Linked DNA regions of Rattus norvegicus: regions 2 and 3 are each linked to region 1. A link is a contact called in public Hi-C data. All regions are on one chromosome and are shown on one strand. Each heading gives the region's core, a stretch centred on a gene start, on an enhancer-like site or on the middle of the called end of the contact. The rest is flanking DNA. Distances are from core to core; before and after follow the strand shown.

Region 1 (2,783 bases), core at 113-2,612:
CCTGTTTACAGAGTGAGGCCCTATGTCAGCAAGCATCTTCGTGGTAACAACAGCAACAATAGTAATTTAAAAATAGAGAATTTGCACGTAATGATAGCTAATATAGCCTTTGAGGCAAGTATATTGTCCTAGGTCCTTTTTCTTTTAATTAAGAAAAAGTCGGGGCTGGGGATTTAGCTCAGTGGTAGAGCGCTTACCTAGGAAGCGCAAGGCCCTGGGTTCGGTCCCCAGCTCTGAAAAAAAAGAACCAAAAAAAAAAAAAAAAAAGAAAAGAAAAAAAAAGAAAAAGTCGTGGGGAAGAGGTGGCACACACCTTTAGTCCCAGCACTGGGGAGGCAGAGACGGGGCTCTCTGAGATCCAGGGCAGCCAGGGTTACATGGGGCTGGGGTGATGGCTCAGCGGTTAAGTGCACTCACTGACTGCTGTTCTAGAGGACCTGTGTTCAATTCTGAGCGCCCACAGGGCAGCTAACAACTGTCTGTAACGCTAGCTCTAGGAGAGCTGATGCCCCCTTCCGGCCTCTTCCAGAACTGGAGTTGTGAGCTACGTGATGTGGGTGTTGGAAACCAAACCTGGGTCTTGCAAGAGCAGTAGGTACTGTTAACTACTGAGCCATCTCTTTAGTCCAAAAAAAGTCTTTTAAAATACTTTTTAACATTTATTTGTTTATTTAGCACACATGCACGCGCGTGCACGTGCACATCACCCCTAAAAACCATAGGCCTACATGTGGAGGCTAGAGGACAACTTGCAGGGGCCTATTTCTCCTTTTACGTTGTGGGTACTGGGGATAAAGCAGTGTCGGGAGAGTGGGGAGGACTCTGGCAGTTGAGCACTTTTTTCCCCCATGGATTTGAATTTAAGGAGAGACTGTTGGGTGGAGCCTGGCTGGAAGGAGAGAGACAGCCTCCCCCAGATTTCCAGCTGCCCTGAGTGGTTGCCTCACAGGCTGTTACTTAACTCTCCTTACCACTTCCTGGGGTGGGGAAGGGAAGGGCAGAGTGTAGCAGCTGATGCAACAGGCCAAGCAAAGCTGGTGTTATTCTTTGAGGACAGAGGCAGGGCCAGCAGGGTTGGGCTGCTCTGGGCTGCAGCTGTAAGACTCTGCTCTCTGAAAGGTTTCAGCTTCTGCTCCTCTCCATCTTTATTACTGAAATGGGGCTCACCCTCTGATCCTCCAAAATTTTAGATGACACTTCGTCAGGATTCACCTACGTTCATTCACTGACTTCATCAACTTGGAGCCACGTCTGCTGGGAACACACACAGTGGGGCCTTCAGAAGGGGACAGTCTGATTGGAGGGCTTCCTCCCACTAGACCATGTTTCCCATGAGTTCTTCCAGGAGGAAATGGACCCAGCCAGAGGTTTCAGAATGTGTCAGATCCAAACTTTTCTTCTGTAGTGCCAAAGGCCTCAAAACACACCCTGGGGAATGCACTTTCTATTTAAGGCCACATCTAGCCATTAGAAACGAGCTATGAGGCATTTTCCTTTCTCCAAAGAACCTAGATAGCTTGAGCGCAGTAACTCAATCTCACACACACACACACACACACACACACACACACACACACACACACACACACAGAGAGAGAGATGGGGTGATGCCTCAGCCCTGTGTGTCTCAGGTGTGTGTGTGTGTGTGTGTGTGTGTGTGTGTGTGTACATACATATATACATATATGCCTGACAAGTGGGTAAAGGGCACTTGTCACAAGAGTCTAGCAACTTAAGTTCAATCCCTGGGGCCCAGTTAAAGGCAGAAGGAGAGAATTAATTTCATAATGCTCTTCTGACTTCCACTGATAAGAAAATAAATTACAAAACCAGCTGTGGTGGTACACAGAATTTGGCTGACCAGTAAGTTTCCAGGGTCTAAATGTATCTTCCCATGCCCAGTGCTAGGAATCCAGATGTGTGCCACCATGCCTAGAATTACTATTACTATTGTTGTTGTTGTAATTAATGGACATTCAGACACAGCTCCTTGAGCGAGAGCAGTAAGCGCCTTACCCCCTGAGCCATCTCACCAGCACGTGGGACATATATGTTGAATACAACATATAGAATTCTGTTCTGTGTGGGAAAATTCATTTCTAAATCTTTCCCCAGATCAGCTCATTTGGAGATGATTAATTTGGTTGATAATTGATTGGCTCGTTTTTCTCCGTGGCATCGAATACCTAAATTTAGAAAGAAGCCTTGAGCAAGGTAGCTTGTAATTTAGGTGCACATTTTATGATTATACATTTGTTCATATACAGTAGCATGCAATCAAATGTAATCATCTGGACAGCCCGAAATAGCGCAATTACGGTGTTAGTGCAGTGGAGCAGGTTGGGGGCCTTTTTGCATTAGCCATCAACCGACTTAAAGATGTTTTCTCTCGTTAACCTTTAAGTCTGGAGCTAATGAGTGACTCTGGGGACTGCAGACTACACTGAGGTGACCATGTAGTTCACCAAACACCAGATAAACTGGCGCATTTGTCGAGTTTGTCGCAAGTCACAGAAGGCATCTCCGGAAAGGCTTTGTCTCCGGCTGGAGAAGGAGCTCACTTCTCTTACCAAAGGCTGTGCCTCCTTTTGTTTCAGATCCCTAGTTGAAGGAGGACCCGGTTTCCCCTTCTAACTGTATACCAGATTACAGTTAAGCCATCTTTCAAAGCTGCTTCCTCCAAAAAGATGGTGTCTTAGTTAAGGTTACCACTGCTGGGATGAAACACCAAGACCAAAACAGCTCGGGGAGGAGAGGGCTTATTCGGCTTCTGCTCCTATATC
Region 2 (3,075 bases), core at 456-2,955, 330 kb after region 1:
TTTGTGTTCATTCTCGTTGTGTTTGCCCTTTCTCTCTTGGGTTTATCACTAGCATTGAAATTGTCTGGCAGCCTCAGTCCTGCTTTATTTTGTGCGTGGTGATTTTACTAGTATGGAAAGTATTTCTGTGGGGCTTAAACTATCAACAGAATTGTCTTTTTCACTCAAATGGCTCAGGGAGAAAGTGTTTGGTCTGCGATTGCTACGTTCTGAGGGAATTATTTAGGTCAAGGCCTTTAAGAGCTTGTTTTTTAAAATAAAATACATACATACATACATACATACATACACACACACACACACACACACACACACACACACACACAATCTATTAAACCAACATTCTTAATTTCCTATTTTGTGCCACTTACTCTACTGACCCTCTTCAGAAATTAGAGTAGGCATTACAGAATAAAAACAAAGATGCCCAGGCTCAAGAAGAATAGTGTCCTACAAGAGACAAGCGCAGAAGTCAGCAGCATCATGAGCTGTGTCCTGCAGTTATGACTCCACAGCATAGGAGATGAGCACAGAGAGCTGGAACATCCATCCGCTAGAGGTCCCAAGAAGGACTGAAGAAAGGAAGACTTCTGCACATTTTTGAAGGATGAGTAATTTTTCCCCGATGTATATGACAGTGTAAGCACGCTAGAAGGGACATCATAAGCTCTGGCTATTGCAGCAGGGGTGTCCCTAACATATTCAAGATTCTCTGAATGGAACATCATGAACATTTAACCATGAGTGGTCCTGGCTACAGTTTAAGCACCAGAATTTAGTGATGTTAAAGGTCATCCTTTAGAAGGGTTTGACATCCTCAGGGAAATACATACAATGACTGCACTTCTGAATGTTCTTGGAATGTTCTTTTTTGGCTAGGTCTATGTCAGGCAATGTTTGCACCCTGTGTTTGGGTGTTCGGGTCTCTTAGTCACTCATGCCACTGTCTTGGGGTCTTTGATCATAGTCTGTGGAGAACATTGCCTGTGCACTCAGCCACTGTGTCGGGTTGCAGAGGCTTCCCTCCAGGGAGCCAGCTATCAGGCAGCTCTGTACAGTCACCACGCGTCTTCATCCATGTGGTACAAAGCAACACTGTTGTGCTGTCCTGGACTCTCCTCCATGATTCCGAATCAACGCTAAGCTCATAAGAGATACTGCACATACTCAGTAGCTCTTTGGGGGGCACAAGTACTGGCATTTTGCAAAGTAAATTACACACATTTACCCAGGATGCTGAATTAGGTGGGATGGGAAGAAGTGCATATTGTTTCATTTTACTCCTGTGTCTTTTAAGCATGGGTAGGTAGCACGCAGTAATGAAGCAGAGTGTCAGCAAGTGAGCAAAGTGGGGTGCTTTGATGTGTGTGGTTGTGTGGACTAGAAAGAAATGGTGGGGAAAGTGGAGAACATACAGAGGCATATGGTCTGCATATGAGTTGTCGGTATACAGTACAAGGGAGGATCTACTTTTCATATAAAAAAAGATTTAATATCATTTAGTCAAATTTCTACGGGCTACTACCAAGTTAAACTAAGACGTTCTCTGTGAACTTATTAATATGCAACCATGATGATCCCAAGGTTTTTAGCTGTGCACAGCCAGCTTTCCAACAGATTCCTTCTAGAGGGAGGGCACATAACTGAGAAATTATCTAAGCCAACCAGACATCTTCAGGGAGTTATGGGCGGCAGTGTTCTTTTTAAGTGGCTCATGTGGCATGTGAAGAATGCCTGTGGAGCAGAGTGCACATGCCCAACCGTTTTCCCTTGGAGGGAGGAACACTGCTTGGCGCTTCCTTACTTTCAGTTCCTGGGACCTCGGGACTACTCCATGGTCCCTAGGGTTGCTTGGGCATCAGGGGTCTAGATGCTGGAGACCCAGTGTTCCACTTAGAGCTTGAGCCACTTTCCAGTGCAACAGACGCTAGAGCTTGGAATTGGGAAAATGGGCAAAAACTGGGCCAGGCAGGAATTAGACACAGACCTCAAAGCAATTCCACTTTATTTTTTCTATTATCAGAGACTTTGGTTTAGCCCAACCCACCCAATTGTCACAAAAATTCTTCATTTTTTTTCCTCTGGATTGGTCAGAACCTAGACTCCCACCTTTGAAAAAGGGTTAGGCAGAGCTCTGGTGGACCTGTGCATGACCTTGCCCTGAAACTCCTGAGAAGTGCCAAGGTCTGGGCATCCCAGAAAATGGAGCAGGTATAGTAGACGTGCCCTTGCTGGCTTGTCCACTCCTGCTTGTGAGTGCCTTTACAGTAGTTACTTACTGCCACATGGGCACAGTTGCAGCCCACTTAAACATGTGCTCATCAAGAGAAGTCCTAGTTGCATTTTGTAGTTGGGGTGAACTGAAGGATAAGATCTAGATTAGACTTCCAACTTCTTTTTTAAAAGTTATTTTTGTGTGTGTATGTGTGTGTGTGCATATGTCACTGTGAGTGTGTGTGTGTGTGTGGGGGGGGGGATGTATGTGCATGTGGAAAGAACACTGGATTCCCTAGAGCAGGAGTTACAGGCAGTGAGCTGCTGGGTGTGGCTATTGAATACAGTCGAGCATTCATACTCTTGATTATTGTGCCCTCTCTCCAGCCTACATGTGTCCAATTTCAAACATAGTATAATAGATTATATTGCTGCCCAAGCCTCACTTAGTAAAAATTTAAATCTTCTCTACTATATCCACTTCTTGAGCATAGTACTAATTCATAGAATAAAGACAAAGGACCTCAAATGAAGCCCTTTGATTTTGTGGTCAAGCAGCTAAGAGTCATAATTATTGACACGAGAATTCTTTAGAAACTTGTAATGTACTTTGACATTTGTGGTGCTCCCTTAATGGTGGTTAGATCATGGGCAAGAGAGCATTGTGTTTGGTCTCTGACCCTTGTCCTCATACCTGGGTAGTACAGATAAGTAAATCACACTTGAGAGATGCTTTATTTCTGTAGATGGACACCCGGAAGAAACCAGATCTTGAATGAACGATTAAAGCTCAGACTCCACAGTCACACAAATCTGGATTTGGATGCTACCTCAAGTACTTAGCAGCCCAGAGATATCCTG
Region 3 (3,157 bases), core at 457-2,956, 430 kb after region 1:
CACACTTAGCTCCTGTTGTCACTGGCACATAAATCACACAATTACACAGTTTATTTAAAGTTAAGTCCTTAAAGTATAACCTGTCTTTTTATATGTACAGAAAGTGGTCCCTTTCAGTTCACAGACCTATCATTGGATTGTTTATAGCCATTCAATGAATTTTACTGTGTTTATCAAAGAAACATCAACAATGATTGCAAAAGCAAGTGCTTCAGAAAGATACAGAATGAAAAACATAAGTATTTCTCCCCTTTGCCTGCCCATCCCAAGCCACTTCCAGCCATCTTTGATACTTGACAGTTGCCTCTTTTACCATCTGTTGTCTTCACTCCAAACCTGCTGTGTCAGTGAGTAGTACTGCTACCAGGGACAGCAGGACACGCACAGGCTAAAGTCCTGTTGTCATGGAAAGCCCTATGTACATTAAGTCAGCTCAGCAAACATGGAAGTGTATACTGTGAACACAACTGCAGTGGGCCTGAGGCTGCAGAGGTGCACACGTTTGTCCTTGGGAAGGAGAATCAGGCATGCAAGTAACAGATGCACGTGTGGACTGCTGGAACACAGGAGTGCCACACCTCCTCTGGAGATCTTAGAGAAAGGCTCTGCCTGAGCTTGCCCTTAAGTGTAAATGAGTTTTGTAGGTGAAGGGGCAAGGATGTTCCAAAGAGAACAGCACAGCGTGCTCAGTGACTGGTGTAGTATATCCCGATGATGGAAATAACCCATAAAATTGAATTTTCTGGATATTCGAGTGAAGAATGTCATGGGCAGATGAGAGAGAAAAGAAATTTGATTCATTAGGAAGAACCATGTACGTCAGGTATTCAAAATATGTCATCTTACTGATCGAAAGGCCGAGAGGGATGTTAAACATGGATGTGGCATTGTCTCAGACTCCCAAGTATGATGGCAGAGGGGAGGACAATGCAAGTGGGAGAGGCTGGGGGTAGAAAAACCACTTTGGTAACTAGTTCAGGCAAGAGAATGTGAGGTTCTAAAACTGTGGGAGTCAGGAGAGGAAAGGACAAAGTCCAGAAATACATCAGAAGCAAATTGGAACTTGGTAAGCACTCAGATTTGGGGGAGAGGAGGAGGGAGGACTTGTAGAGTGCTGTGTAATTCTGAGCCTGGCTAGCCTAGGAGTCTGGAAACTGAAGAAGAGGATCAGAAGTCATTAAGATGAGCATGAGTTTAGATGTATTGAGTCTGGGGTGTTTGTGTGCTAAGCCAGTGCAGATGTTCAGTAAGTCGCACAAAGTAGATGTAACAAGATGTGTGACCACATTGGGATGGCAGTTTGAAGCCCCGGCACTAATGGTATGGCCAACAGCTGGAGAAGGGCAAGAGAAAATCGCTGGCAAACACTACGTGGCTGAAGGTAAGTGAGCCAGGAGAGGGGCATCCAGAGGGAGGGCATAGGAAGGGGAAGCACAAGGAGAAGCATCATTGCAGTGATGGTTGTGGGGTTTGTGGGTAGGGTAAGGACCACCAAACAGATAAACAAAAGTCAAGCAAGAGCAGGTTCTGGAATTTGTTGCCAGTCCTCTTTTGTGAGTTTAGAGAAGTAAAGGGAGAGGGAACAGATGGTAGCTGGTAGAGCTGATGCCAGGGAGGCCACGTGGAGAACAAGATGTGCTCCAACACGAGCATTGATCAGCATAAAGTGTAGCCCAGTGACTCATGGCTAGTGCCCCCACCAGCCCTGCCACCAGGAACCACTAAGGAATGTATGCTTTTTTCCTTTCTGACACACCCATGGAGAGGGCCACTTGAGAGGCATAGAATAGAGTTGCCCTTGGACCTGAGATCTCGTCAGACCAGCTAAGGCAGGTCATGAACCCCACCATCTACATCTTATCTTCTAAGTAAAGGGAACACATTAGAAGACACAGGAACTCTAGCTGGTTCGCAGGGGCAGCAGCCTGTGTTAGCAGTCCTCTAGCTGTGTTGTGATTGTTTGCCCCTGACTTCTCAATGGCTAGCCCAGGCAATTTACTTTTTACTTTCCCTTGAATTCTCCGGTCTATACTCTTGACGTTAGACAGCCATGCAAACTGGGTTTTTTTTAAATAAGCCACAAATTCACCTTTTTATTTCTAAATATGCTTTTAATAATGTACCAGGTCCTATTCTCACATGAACCATAACTATGTGTGGTTTTTGTTTTGTTTTGTGTTCATGTTTATTTGGTTGGCTGCTTTTATTGAGACAGCCTCATAAGGCCATAGGCTAGCCTAGAATTGCCTGAGCAACCCAGGCTGGCCTTAAACTTCCAGTCCTTCAGTGTATACCTCCCAAGTGCTGGCATTACAGACCCACGCCAACACCACCACAGTAGGCTAAAAGTGAGTTTTAAATAGTTGAAATCCCAAAGGTCATTTTGTGCTACTTGAAAAGCCTATGGTCAAGAGTGTTCTTGGTCCCATTCTTAAGAGTTTCATGCCAACAGCTCTCTCATTTTGTACAAGTGTTAAACTATCCTTTATCAAATTCACACAGATGCTGGGGCTGGGATGTGCACTTACGGGAAGCATCCATCCTGTAGACCAGTGGTTCTCACCCTGGAGGTTGTGAGCCCTTTGGGGATCAAATTACCCTTTCACAGGAGTCCCCTTAGATTGTAGGAAACACAGATGTTTACATTACCATTCATAATGGTAGCAAAATTACAGCTATGAATTAGCAATGAAAATAATGCCATGGGGGATTCTATTAAAGGGCCGTTGCACTGATCTGGACCCAGGGTTCAGACACCCCTCCTGCTAACTCATTCCAGTCCCTGCTCCTACACTACTTTGCAGATTTCTGTTTGATTTTTCTGTGAGCTGAGCTTGAGGAGTGACTTAGCAAGCCAAACACAGAACTAAACCTGTTTTAGCATGAGACAATTAATAATAACTCTAAAATGGAACACTTAGCCTCTAGCGACAGAGATCTTCCTCAGCATGTGTGGGTGAGGGGTCGGGGGCACAGCAGGCAAGGGTGCAGTCCACATGCAGTACAGGTATTAGCAGGCACACTGAGAAGGCCTTAGCTGTTGAGTCTGTCCTTGAGTCTGGTTGAGATGTGACCAGGTTTACTTCAAAGTGCTTTGAAACTTGAGTTTCTTTTCTATTTTTAATCTGACTCTCTTCCTTAATCCTCATGAACTTCG

The links. A called contact is a pair of places that touch in the nucleus more often than the background predicts.
Region 2: a contact with region 1 is called in a Hi-C map of the A7r5 cell line, with 4 times the contacts expected there. The contact joins two enhancer-like sites. A contact is called at or near these places in 3 of 12 Hi-C or Micro-C datasets (the A7r5 cell line, Schwann cells and kidney).
Region 3: a Hi-C map of the A7r5 cell line shows a contact between it and region 1, with 3 times the contacts expected there. The contact joins two enhancer-like sites. A contact is called at or near these places in 3 of 12 Hi-C or Micro-C datasets (the A7r5 cell line, liver and mammary epithelial cells).

What each region holds. Positions count from the first base shown.
Region 1 is chr6:30,563,985-30,566,767 of GRCr8, reverse strand. No RefSeq gene overlaps it. Among named protein-coding and RNA genes, the nearest start is that of Mrpl33, 11 kb to the right of the region's middle. Within about 2 kb of position 1,362, at least 24 of the 93 cell types and tissues checked have an H3K27ac peak or open chromatin away from gene starts, as enhancers often do. A contact at or near this core is called in the A7r5 cell line, where this site is marked.
Region 2 is chr6:30,229,656-30,232,730 of GRCr8, reverse strand. All of the region lies in intron 7 of Babam2 (BRISC and BRCA1 A complex member 2), which reads left to right. Among named protein-coding and RNA genes, the nearest start is that of Fosl2, 190 kb to the right of the region's middle. Within about 2 kb of position 1,705, at least 9 of the 93 cell types and tissues checked have an H3K27ac peak or open chromatin away from gene starts, as enhancers often do. A contact at or near this core is called in the A7r5 cell line, where this site is marked.
Region 3 is chr6:30,133,215-30,136,371 of GRCr8, reverse strand. The region is part of intron 10 of Babam2 (BRISC and BRCA1 A complex member 2); the gene reads left to right. Among named protein-coding and RNA genes, the nearest start is that of Fosl2, 96 kb to the right of the region's middle. Within about 2 kb of position 1,706, at least 8 of the 93 cell types and tissues checked have an H3K27ac peak or open chromatin away from gene starts, as enhancers often do. A contact at or near this core is called in the A7r5 cell line, where this site is marked.